Linked DNA regions of Zea mays: region 1 is linked to region 2. A link is a contact called in public Hi-C data. All regions are on one chromosome and are shown on one strand. The core of a region is the stretch at or near the end of the contact, and the rest is flanking DNA. Distances in the headings are between cores, read along the strand shown.

The links. A called contact is a pair of places that touch in the nucleus more often than the background predicts.
Region 1: a Hi-C map of leaf shows a contact between it and region 2, with 4 times the contacts expected there. The contact joins the promoter of LOC100273159 here to the promoter of LOC103646811 in region 2. A contact is called at or near these places in 6 of 25 Hi-C or Micro-C datasets (ear, endosperm, leaf and 2 more) and 1 of 3 datasets of contacts at active chromatin or transcription factors (leaf).

Annotation. Positions count from the first base shown.
Region 1 is chr2:109,355,195-109,361,583 of Zm-B73-REFERENCE-NAM-5.0, reverse strand. LOC100273159 (GDT1-like protein 2 chloroplastic) reads left to right here and starts at 2,155. Exons shown (of 10, transcript NM_001147605.1): 1 at 2,155-2,464; 2 at 2,986-3,142; 3 at 3,229-3,412; 4 at 4,062-4,109; 5 at 6,227-6,323. The coding sequence starts at 2,326.
Region 2 is chr2:108,899,644-108,905,856 of Zm-B73-REFERENCE-NAM-5.0, reverse strand. It overlaps LOC103646811 (vacuolar protein sorting-associated protein 54, chloroplastic), which reads left to right and starts at 2,145. Exons shown (of 19, transcript XM_020548378.2): 1 at 2,145-3,239; 2 at 3,963-4,025; 3 at 4,243-4,322; 4 at 4,939-5,056. The coding sequence starts at 2,466.

The DNA of each region.
Region 1 (6,389 bases), core at 906-3,405, 460 kb before region 2:
TCGTTTTTGATATCTTTCAGAAATAAAAAACAAGTGACCAACAGGATCCCTCTTGGGATGTTAGATCTAGGTTTATCCGAGAGCTATCTGCGTGTGCCAAACAGTCCGACATCCAATCGCGTACAATCCGGCACCACCGGACAGTCCGGTGCCCACCACGAATAGTTCGACGAAGAGCAGAGCCGACCCTAAGGTCCTGACCATCACGTGCAGGCCCTAGGTTTTGTTAGTATTTGGCTCAAAAAGGCGCCAACAAAAACTTTACAATGATTTGTGCTCTATTTAAACTAGTTGTTGTGTCCAATCTGAACGCGTCTACCATATAACCTACATAAAATGCATTTTATGTGCCGAGTGAGAAACCACAATTCTAATCCCCGTGTCGTTTCTCGTAAGATGTCTCATGCAACACCAAACCCTAGTCGTCATCCACTCATTGTCGCGCCCTTCCTCCTCTCCCCTTCGCTTTGCCGCCACCAGAGTAAGCGACCGAAAGACCTAAATGGCTTGCGAGAATGGTGGCGGCAAGGTCTTCCTCGCGTGGCCTAGCATGCTTTAGCCCGGCCTGAGCACAACATGACCCATTGTCTATCTAGGGGTGACAACGGGTCGGCCCGGGTACCGGATACAGATATTGCAAATACCCGTTTTTTCGGATACAGATTCAGATATTTTTATATTCGGGTCGGATACGATAATACCCGGATAGTGCAGCTTCAGATTCGGGTTGGATAAGGAGCGATGACTACCCGATAAATACTCGGATATTCGGGTTAGATACGAGTACCCGGAATTCGGGTACCCGTTTTTTCTTTTTCTGCATAATAATATAGTTATAAAATCATAAATTTTACATATGAAATCAGATGGAGATAAAGTTTATATAAAAATTGTAGAGCTCGAAGAGATCTATAACTTTGTAGTACATCAAATTTTTGTTTAAACACATTTAGGCCAAAATTATTGAAATAATTTCCAAATTTATATAAAATTAATAGACTTTATCATTTTCACGTGGGGACTTAAGGTTATCTCCATGTAGGAAGTTAATGTTATCTATTTATAAACTATTTATTAGCATTAGTAACTTATACGTAATTTTTGGTCGACACTACAATATTTTTATGAATTTAATTGTATTTGATGATTTTCTACAACAAGCAATTAATAATACACCAAATAGCCTAAAAATTTTATGAAATTTTACGAAGGCACAACATATGTCCATATATAACCATAAAAATGTTTTGATCATAAGATCTATAAGATGCACACGTACCTTCCATTTCACTTTAACTTATTTGTATGAGCTACAAGTGAAATCACTCTAACTATCCAAGTTTCAACATAATCAGTACTTTACTTTATCATTTTGATGTGAGGACTTGAGTTATCTTCGTATAGAATGTTTATTAGTTTTTGTAACTTATTTGCAATTTTTGGGGGAAACTAGAATATTTTATGAATTTAATTACATTATCCGACAATTATTCGATATCCGACCAAATAATATCCGTATCCGTCACTTATTCGCCCGAATAAATATTCGGTCCTTGTATCTGTATCCATCCTATTTCTAACTATCCGATTCTGATCCCGAATCCATTTTAAATATATTAGGGTAGGATACAGGATGATCTACTATCCATCCGTATCCGCTCGTTTTCACCCTTATGTCTATCTGAATGTTTTCTCTCTCTATTTTTTATAAAAATATTTATATTATGCTTAAATATAAACTACAAGACATAAAAACATATATGTTATTGGCTACGTGGATGTCAATGTGTGTTGAAGGCAATGTTCAAATACCCACTTGTGCGTTGTTTCTGGGACACGAGGGCAGGTGTGTCGAGTAAATGATGAAATAGGCTGTTTTTTTGTGGTTGTTACTTGAGCTTGGCCCATATAGAGCCCAATTCAATTTGGGCCAAGCTGATTCCAGCCAATATCCATTTTGATTCTCATACTAGAGATCAGGTCGCGTAATCAAGCCTAATCGTCAATGCCTCAATGGAGAAGTTCATTGAAACAAAACCATCATAATTAATACAACTAACTTGGCCCATTTACATGAGATAGGATCAATTCACATGGCACATTGGCGTCTCACGAATAAAATCAATTCACAACCCCAAGGAAAGGGAGAAAGAACCGAGGAAGGTACTGGGCACTTGGGCAGGCTGCTCCGACTGGACCACTGCTATCCTCAGTGCTCTCTCTCTCCTACTCCTGTGATTCTCCTCTTCAGCTCTTCTCGCCCATTCCAGCTCCGACTGCGCCGGTGGGGGACCGCGCACCCCAGCGGCGCCAGGCGTCCACGGGATGGTGGTTCTTGTGGCTACTGCCGCTCGGTGGCCCGGGGGAAGCACGGCTGCCCGGGCGCGCCCGCCGGCTGCGAGGGGCAGGGCCCCCCTCCGCGTCGCCGCCGAGCCCGAGCACAAGGCGGCCACGGTCAGGTTTGGTACGCGCCATTGGAAGAAAACCAGTAGCTGTCGCGACCTTTTTTGATGTTTCGATTGCTTCGTTCACCTGCGCACTAGATCACCGCCTTCCTTCAGGTCGCTGGACCTCCATTATGTTATGCCTGACAGGCGCAACCATAAGCAATTCTAATTGCATCTTGATAGACCAATTCCAGGCTAAGATAGCGCGAGAATTAGGGACACTGTGGCAGCAAGTTATGGATACTGAACACTAGTGTTGCAGTTTCTTTCCCACTTCTTGATGTAACATTTGGTTAAAACATCCTTTTTTTTTGGAGCCATAACAGTAAGAGTAAGACCTGTTAAACTTGCTAAATATATTATACATAAGTAATTAAGTCCTGGAGAACAATATATGAACCACAATGCATCCCTTAGATCTGTAACACTACCTAAACCATCTTTTGCCGACTCAAAGGCTTCCCATAATCTTTTATTAGGTGCTATTTATGTCATGCCTCAGGCATTGCCATATGAATAACTACTTGTTATTTAACAGAAAAATATAGATTGTTATCATGGATGAAACCAATAAGGCATGACGTCAGGGCCCAAATGTCCAATGTAAATGTTGGTGCCGGAAGTTATGGAGGAGATGAAGCAAATGGCCATGGAGAACATTTGGATACCTCTGCTACCGGAGACCCCAACAAATTGTTAGTGTCCACCCTCCCCTTGTTTTCTCTCCATTTTCATGCAACGTCTTGTACACTGAACTCCTATCCTTGAAAATGCATCACAGAGCAAAACAACTTTCAGGATCTCGTTACCTGCAACCCGTTGGTGTCGTGCTATTTCTGTGTGCCCTGGCAACTAGTTTTTTCGTTTTCTTTAAAGGACAATCATCTGCAGTTGTAGCTATGCTGGCAAAATCAGGTTTCACGGCGGCATTTACACTGATTTTTGTATCTGAGATTGGAGATAAGGTATAAAATTCATTTCAATTGGCATCTTTTGCCCCCTCTCATCTTGAACTTCCAGCTACACTGTGAGATGCCTCTTCACCTTCTTTAAAGTAACATAAGAAATGTTGAAGCTTTTCTAATATTTCTTTATAGTGTTATTGAAACATGCACAACCTACTTGGAGTTAGTAAATTTACTGAGCAGACTGAATTTTTGAGTTTTTTACATTCTTTTGAGTTCAGCCATTGGTATAGACTAGAGTTCAACAATATTTTAATGTTCTCATCCTTTGCAATGTTTCATTTTCCATCTCCATCTTTGAGATTTTGTTTCATAAATGGTACAACCCTGGTTTGTAACGTACATGAAGCTTAGCTGTTAGCAGCATGCAGTTTCATCTATGTTGTGATTTGTGATCGTAACTTACTATATTTAAAGAATTGAGGACTTTGCATTACCTCTGCAGTGAATTGCTATTGTTTAATTTCAATTATACATGTATTGGAGTTCTTAGTTTTTTTGTTTGGTTGCTAACAATTGCAGATATATGCTGTTCAATTTGTATTTTTTTCAGTATATATATCTTCTTTTTTTCCATACTATCTTCTATGATTAAAGCACTTCTAATAGACGAAGGAATTTGATTGCCTTGACACTTCTACCATTGCAGACGTTTTTCATTGCTGCACTACTCGCGATGCAGTATCAAAGAGCACTGGTATGTTGTGAGCCTAGAAATCTAATATATGTCCCACTTTATTTCCTAGTTTATTGATTTTCCATCTTTGCTCATCTCTAGATAGTGCATCTCTGTGATCTGATCCTTGACAGAGAAAGCTTGTTTGTATGTGCCTGTTATTTAATAAAAAAACGCCAGTATACCACTATAAATGGTTGAGAGAAGGTTTGAGTCTTCGAGGGGGAGATCAGCACCCCCGTGATGGCCTCCCCCCCCCCCCCCCCCCCCACACACACACAAAAACAGTTGGGCAGAGATCTCCTTGTAAATGAAATATTTACCAAAAACCAGGCATTGTTAACTGCATCTGCGCGTGAATGAAACTACGAATGGTGTTTGAAATCCTGCTTTATTAAACATCAATCACATGTATGGAGTGTTCCATTGGTCATTGGCTAGAGCAAGGTTTTAAAGTTGTCCGACTAATCACGATTAGTCGGCCTTATCGCTGGAGCAAGCTCGATCAAGGTCTTCGACTCGACTAGGATGACTAGGAAGCGATTAGTCATCCTAGTTGCGGACTAATCATGATTAGTCGTCTGACTAGTGTTATGACTGACTGATTTTGTTCGTTTTGGGCCAGTATCCGGTCTCTTTTTTATGGGCCAGCCCACCATCTCTAAAGGTCTAAATACACTGTTTTTGCCCTGCCTAGAGTCCTGGACACGCAGCATTGTAGCCGTCGCCACCTGTACATGGCGTGTGCCGTGCTCAGCGCCACCGCCTTTGCTCCATTGCTCCCTTCTCCAGCGCTGCTGCCCTCCTCTCCATTCGCCCTGCTGTGCGTCCGTTGCTCCATCGCGTGGCTGCTGCAGAGGCCCTCTGCTTGAGTCTACAGTGTGCGGCACGTTTGCTGCAGCCTCCAGCGCGCGGCGGCCATTCTTATGACTTTTAGTGAAAACATGCTGCTAGTCTGCTACAGTTATATTGCCATTAGATCTGCAATAATATTGTTTTAATGCTACCCTGACTTTATGCTAAAATGGTATTTGCAATATAGTGTCCTGTTGTCCGACATTTAATGTTATGATTTGCATTTGAATTTTGAACCTATGATGCTGCGACAGCTATATATATTAATATATATAAATACATATGGTTCTGTTATAGGTGGACGACTAGGAGTCGACTAGGCTCGACTAATCGAGTAAATCGATGACTTATCGTGATTAGTCAACTTATCGGTGCTTAGGCGACTAGAGTCGACTTTAAAACCTTGGGCTAGAGTGTAAAGTCTGTCACCCCCCCCCCCCCCCCTACCATAGTTTGTGCCTGAATGTTGGCAGTGACAACATGGCAGCAACTGAGATCAGGTAATGGTAGCCAGTTGGTGAGGACTGAATGTGCAACAGGACTCCAAAACAGTTGAATATATGTGGTCTGAAGTTTTGCATCACACATTTGTTTTTTAATTAAAGTTGTAATGGAATTATGATAAGCAGGGTCTTTTTCCAAGAACTTAGTGCTACAAATTTTCCCAATGCCATATATACGAGAATTATTGCTTTTAAGTGGTGGTTTCATGCTTTTAGTTTTCCAATGAAATTTGTTTAGCATGGTTCTAGAGTAAACAAACTGGCAGACCCAGTGCCAGAGGCTCCCACATAAGTGGGATCTGAGGAAGGGATAAACCGAGGAAAGCCTTCCCCCGCAAATGCAGAGAGAGTGCTTTAAACCCGCGACCTGGTGACTCCACGAGACACCTCTCACCACTGCACCAAGCCTGCCTTTCTTAGCATGATTATGCACTTCTACTCCCTCCATTCACAAAAGAATGCAAGACTTGTGCAAGTCAATCTACCTTAACTTTGACCAAGTTTATAGCGAAAATTATTAGCATTTATGTCTCCAATTTTTTTACTACTAAAATATATTTTGTAGTTAATTTAATCATACTTATTTTGTATCATAGATATTAGTACTTTTTATATAACTTTGGTCAAACTCCAAATCGTTCGAGTTTCTGAAAAAAATGAGAATTGCATCCTTTTGTGGATGGAGGGATATTAACTATATGATTTGCCTTATTTTCTTTTTGCGTATAACAATATATAGTATTTCAGCATTTTGTATCTATTGTGAATTTTTATAAGCAGGTTTTACTTGGGTCAATGGCTGCTCTCTCCCTGATGACTATTGTGAGTGTTATAATTGGACGGATTTTCCAGTCTGTGCCAGCACAGTTCCAAACAAGTTAGTATTAACTACTTTAGTAAATAACCAATTATGTTTGGAAAGAATTGCTCATGTCTTTCGTGA
Region 2 (6,213 bases), core at 896-3,395:
GATGCCTAATACTCAGTTCCTTTTTAGTTATTCCCTTCATTTATGGTGTGCATTCGGAGAGAAACTGCCCATAATTTTGTCGTTGTATTCTATGGTGGATAAGACACATGCAGATAAACATAGACTCAATCCTATGAGTTCTACCTTTCACTGAACATTCTACATAATGGTTGTCATTTCATATTTGTTGGGAATATTTGCGAAGTACTTTATCTATTGTGGTATGTGGTACAACAAGCACATATACATTTTATGGTCAGATTTCTGTGCTAGCAAACTTTATGTGTTAATTAATACTTCATGTACTTGTAGATCTCTTGTACATATGTGCAGGAAGTCTTAACTGAGCTGTATCTTACTTGCATGTTGTGTTTGTCAATTGCATTTACATCAATGGCTTATGATCTAAATTTCACCCACCAATTTCCACTGATTTTTTGCCATATTAGTTATTCCTTTTTTTTGAAATATGCCTACAATCGTTTTTCAGTGAATGAGACCATTGGTTTGCCATCAACACATTTGGTTGAGCTCGCTTTAACTGTCGGCACAAGTGAACTTACCATTAGTGCTGAGGTTGGGTTTGACAGTACTTCGGCTGCTGTTACTAAGTACAACTCAGGGGATGGATACAACAAGTCTGATTTCTTTGCTTCCTTACTAATGTAAGCTCTGCAAGTTTATTCCTTTTTGTTTAGGCACGCATGTAAATTTATGCATTGCTTTCGATTTTGTAAATAGATAAACTTTTGCTGATTTAGTTCTCTTTTCCTTACCTTTTCTTTTTTAAGTTCAACAAGTAATGGTGTTTTCTTAACGATCTCTCCTTTATCCATGCTATAGTGATATTTTGCCACACCAATTTTGCATGTCTTAGTATTCAGAGAGCACGGATATGAGGAATGTCTTATTTGCAAGGGGTACATTAAATGACCCAATACATCGGCAAGGCTTGCCAGTATGGTTAATTAGCACATCAAATTATAGGAAATACTCCGTTACAAAGGCATAATGTTCAGTTTAGTTAGTGGAGATTAGATCGGCCATGTATGACCAAAATTTTAACAGGTCAGATGCTTTGGCACGCAAATGTAAAAAGTAGCACATAAATAATAGTGCTCAGATCCAATCGTGCGACGAGGCAGAAGACAGCCCCGAACGTTCTGATCCAGTTATTGGGGGCTTTCATCTTCCGAAGGTCCTCAAAAATATGATTTAACAATGTTTCTCGAGTGTAATATATGAACAGGTGTCTTCAGACTCAGATCAGAACCACACAGTGTGAAAAGCACTAACAACACGAAGGTTGACGCAGCGCCGAAGCTACATGCAAGGGAGCTTCGGCATATCGGCAGAAAAGGGAACCGACTTAAAAGGGAAAAGGTATTTAGACCTCGGTGGACTATCTATAAGTCAATAATAAATGTAAAGGGCATGATTGTAATTTCTCACAGGCTGCGTCCTGTGTCTATAAATAGATAAACAGTACCCCTGTACTGTTCACGCTGACTTGTACTTATTTTTGCGTCACGCTTGTACTTTCATTTTCTGTCAAGCCGAAGGTACAAATGTAATTCAATATTGTCATTATTCATTTGTTCATTTATGATTATATAATAAGAAATGTGTATGATGATGTTATATGTTTGTTCACATTATCCCTTATGTTTTACATGCTTCATCCGCCCTTGATATGTTTATATATAAATATGTTGAGATGATGAAGGTATGTCCTTCATGGCTTTCGTCCGAAAATCATTATATCTTTAGAGAAATAATGTTCCGAAGGACGAAGAGCATTAACAAATAACTTGTTTTTATGTTGCCTTGTTCTTAATTTATATCATTTGAGAATAAGTCCCCAACACCAGTAATCCACCGTTGTTCGACCCTCATCATAAACATGATCAAACAATAACAATTATGTAGGTCTAACTGAAAGGCTGGGCCAATCGTGCCCAAGCCCGATACCTAATAATTTCGGTGTCTCTGAAGCTCCAACTTCGCTAGCGGCACAACCTTCCTGACCCTGTGGTTCGCTCCTGGCATACTTACTTATCACCTCCTCCTTGTCTCTTTGTCTCGCTGCTCTCCCGCTCCTCGATGTATTTATAAAAGTATTACACATTTATATGTCAATATAAGATTAGTGTTATGGTTATATTTTGTTAAATTGATTTGATGTTTATCGTTTGTACTTATGTTTTATACTATTTTTTAACTTCTATAGCAGATAAGGATCGAATATAAAATGCACCATTTGAGTGAAATTTTGCCAAAAAAAAGGACGAGGAGAAACTCCAGGAGAAAAAAAAAACATTCACCTGCTCCCTCTCTTCTCCCCTTCGTCCAGGGGCTAGATCTGACACCCCTCCCACCCAACCTTGCTTCGCTCCCGCGCCTCCCAGATCCGATCTTCCCATGCCTCACTTCCGCTGATCCCACTGCCGCCGCGGACCGCCGCGATGGCGTCGCGCCCGCCTCTCCGCACCACCTCCGTCGCCTCCGTCTCATCCTCCACCGAGTCCCCCACCTCCACCGGCCCCCCCGGCGGCGTCCCGCAGTCCATCACCGCGCTCCTCAACAACCCGCTCCCCTCCGCCGCCGCCTCCTCGTACTCCTGGTTGTCCTGGCCGCCTCCCACCATCACGCTACCCGATGCGGCTCCACCACCGCCGTCGCATCCCTGCGAGGTCACTCGCGCCGACTTCGCGCCCTACCTTGCCGCTGTCTCCGACCCCTTCGCGCGCTTCGCCGACATCCGCCTCCACGCCAGCGCCGAGCTCGCCGCCGCCTCTGACGCCGAGGGCGCCCCAGCGGTCTCCTCTGGCCTCGCCGCCTGCCTCCGCGAGGTGCCCGCGCTCTTCTTCAAGGAGGACTTCGCGCTCGAGGACGGGCCCACCTTCCAGGTCGCCTGCCCGCTCGATGATGAAGCGCTGCAGGAGCGCCTCGGACAGCACCTTGACGTCGTTGAAGCCCACCTTGTGCGGGAGATAGCGCTCCGGTCCGAGTCCTTCTACGAAGCGCAGGGCCGGCTGCGCGGGCTTGATGGGGAGATAGTCACGACTGTAGGGAGGATCCGCGAGCTCAGAGAGGTGGTCCGGGTTCTCACGGGGGACCTCGTCGGGGCAGCGAGGCAGGTGCAAGAGCTCAATGCTACCCGAGGCAACCTTGTGACGCTGCAGCAGAAGCTAACTGTCATCCTGTATGTCAGCCAGGCGCTTACCGCGCTCAAGCTGGTGAGTGCATTTACCAGACAACTTTGTTTCTCCTTGTATCTTGCTTGTTGACCATAATGTAGTTGTCCAAAATGATTTGGATATATTCACTACACCATATATTCTCACGGGCTATTACAAATGTGAATAACAAATGTAGCCTAACATGGAACTACACTGTGGTATATTTGGAACTTGTTATATGAGAAAAACTTAGAGATTAGATATTTTTTTGTTGATGGACCATTGCCACACCTCGTAATGGAAAGAACACGTCCACCATTTGCTTATCTGTAGGCATCTAGCTGTTAATGCTTATTAAAAGCCTATCATGGCTTTGTTCAAGGTAGTTGATCTTGTGTATGTGCCTTATAATCCCATGACTGCTCAAATTTTCAATACAAAGGGGCCTGATATGCTGCTTGCATTTGCATTGCCACCTTGGAACACTGTAAAAATAGCGATGGGCAAATGCATTCTTGGGCCCAGTGCAAACAATGATACTACATTCTGCTAGCAAAACTGGACATCATCATTATCATCCATGCCAGTAAAATCACTAGTATGTGAATATGAGATCTTGCAGAGATATTTTTTGGATTAGCAATCCTGTCGTTCCATGCCTAAAACTGTTTAGACTTGGGCTGCAACAAGGAAAGTTGCTTTCGTACTAAATCTTGTAATTTTGATGTGACAAACCTATTTTGTCTGCTTTCATTTGTTAATCTTGTTCTACATTTGCAGCTTGTCGCAGCAGCAGATTGTGCTGGTGCCCTCGATGTCATTGATAACTTGCAAAATCTGCTAGTAAGTTACCCAGCTCGTTTACTATGATCTGATACAATGTACTGTTGACACATCAACAATTGGGCATTCCCAATGAATCAAACTATCTAATTATTTTAATTGCCATATGCCTACAAATACTTTATCTTCCGTGGCCACTATCTTAGAAACGTGCAACATACGTAAGTAACGTAACTTACACTATGACAGTCCATGAACTTTTGTTCTTGTCAATCAGGATACTGATGAACTTGCTGGGCTTTATTGCTTTTGGCATATTCGAGATCAGCTGGGAACATCACTAGATTCAGTGAACAGGTATTTTCTGATTAAATAACATAAATTTGAATACTCAACAGATGCATAGTTTTAACATAGAAACAAGAGCTTTTAGATCACATGAGTATTTGCAGGCTACTCTTGATGTGGAAACATGTGTGATTTCTGACTGAAACGCTGGGAATATTCTCTAGCCATAGAGATAAGCTAGCTTGTTTTTAGGAAGGGCCAATAATTGTTCCCTTTTTGTAATCATTCCACCCTTTTCCTTTCCTAGAACTGTGGTTTATTTGACTGAACTTTTATATGTTGGATTGCTAAATAGATTTAGCATTTTAGTATGTGCATCATGTCTAAGCTCTTGATTCATACACCCTTCTTTTAAATAGAAAATCCGGACAACAAATTTGGATGAGTTATTGTGGTCAGATATATCAAGTGAATTGGGTGACCATATTACTTCATAATTATCCAGCAAATCAATTATCTACTGGACATTGAAATTCTAGAAAAATAAACTGTATTCTGAATATTAATATTAGGACCTTGAATTTTGTTCTGTTTGGCCACTAGAAAAGTGATACCATTCATTCATGCCTTCTAAGTTCTATCATTAGTTAATTGCTGTTTAACTTGGTAATATTCATCCCTGTAGCATTCTTTCAGCAGAATTTGTGCATGCTGCTGTTCCTGATGGAAAAGCTGTAGATGTTATGATTTTATCAACTGTGAAAAGAAAGGCTTCCAGCCCATTGAATGGGACGGACCATGAGGTGTGTGCATTTCGAATCTTGCAGTTGTATATAACTCAAGTTGGTCTATGGTTTACTGGATTGCAGATGCGCTGATTGTAAGAAAACATGACACTATGTTTAAGCTGTTCGTTTTGACCTATTAGGCCGAGGGGCTGAGTATATATAGGGCAGAATACTGCCATCATGACAGGGAGTCCAACTATCTTGACTGGCTCCTATTCTAACTCTGCTATCTTTGGGACAGATCAAACTTGATCCTATCCTATCTTAACTGGCTCCTATTCTAACTCTGCTATCTTTGGGACAGATCAAACTTGATCCTATCCTATCTTCAATCAGAGTCGCTTAAGGTCTTCCTCTATTACCAACAGTGTGGACCCCTAATCTGGTATGGCCGTAGCTTGATATACAAGCACATTCTATTCTAACATCCCCTCTCAATCATAACTTGCACAAATTAAGATTGTCTTTAAATGAAGCCAACTTTTGCATAGTCAGTGCCTTGGTTAAGCCCTTTGCAACTTGATCTTTTGTAACTATGATTCTGACCTTCAAAAGTCTAAAATGAAAATCGATCTCAACATGCTTCATATAACTATGAAACATTGGATTTGCTGTAAGTTAGGTTGCTTCAACATTATCACACCAAATCCTTTTTTTTATCGAGCGCAGGAGAACTGCGCTCCATAATATATTAAGAAGAGAGGACAAGGGCCTGAAGAAAGCCCAGAAACAAAAATTCTCCTTACGGAGACCACACACAGGCATACACAAAAGGATCCATAAACACACTCAATACTACAACAGCCTATATGCTGGCATGAAAAAAGGATAGACCTTTGGTTCCCGCAAACTCCCAACTTTTTCTTTCCTCTTCTGTCTGCTCAAGGAGAAGAGAAAGGTTTGGAGCTTCACCATCAAATACCGCTCTATTTCGGTGTTTCCAGATCATCCAGGCTCCCAGGATGATTAGAGAGTCCAGTCCTTTGCAAATTATTCCATTAACTCCAGCAGAAACCCTATCCCACCAATCCAAAAAGGAAGCAGCACCAGGTTGTGGAGCTAAGCTGTGTAACCGAAACCTCCTTAGCAGCTTATACCAGAACTCTCTCGCAAAAACACAGGACACAAGCAGGTGATTCAGATCCTCAGGCTCTTGATCGCATAGGAGACAG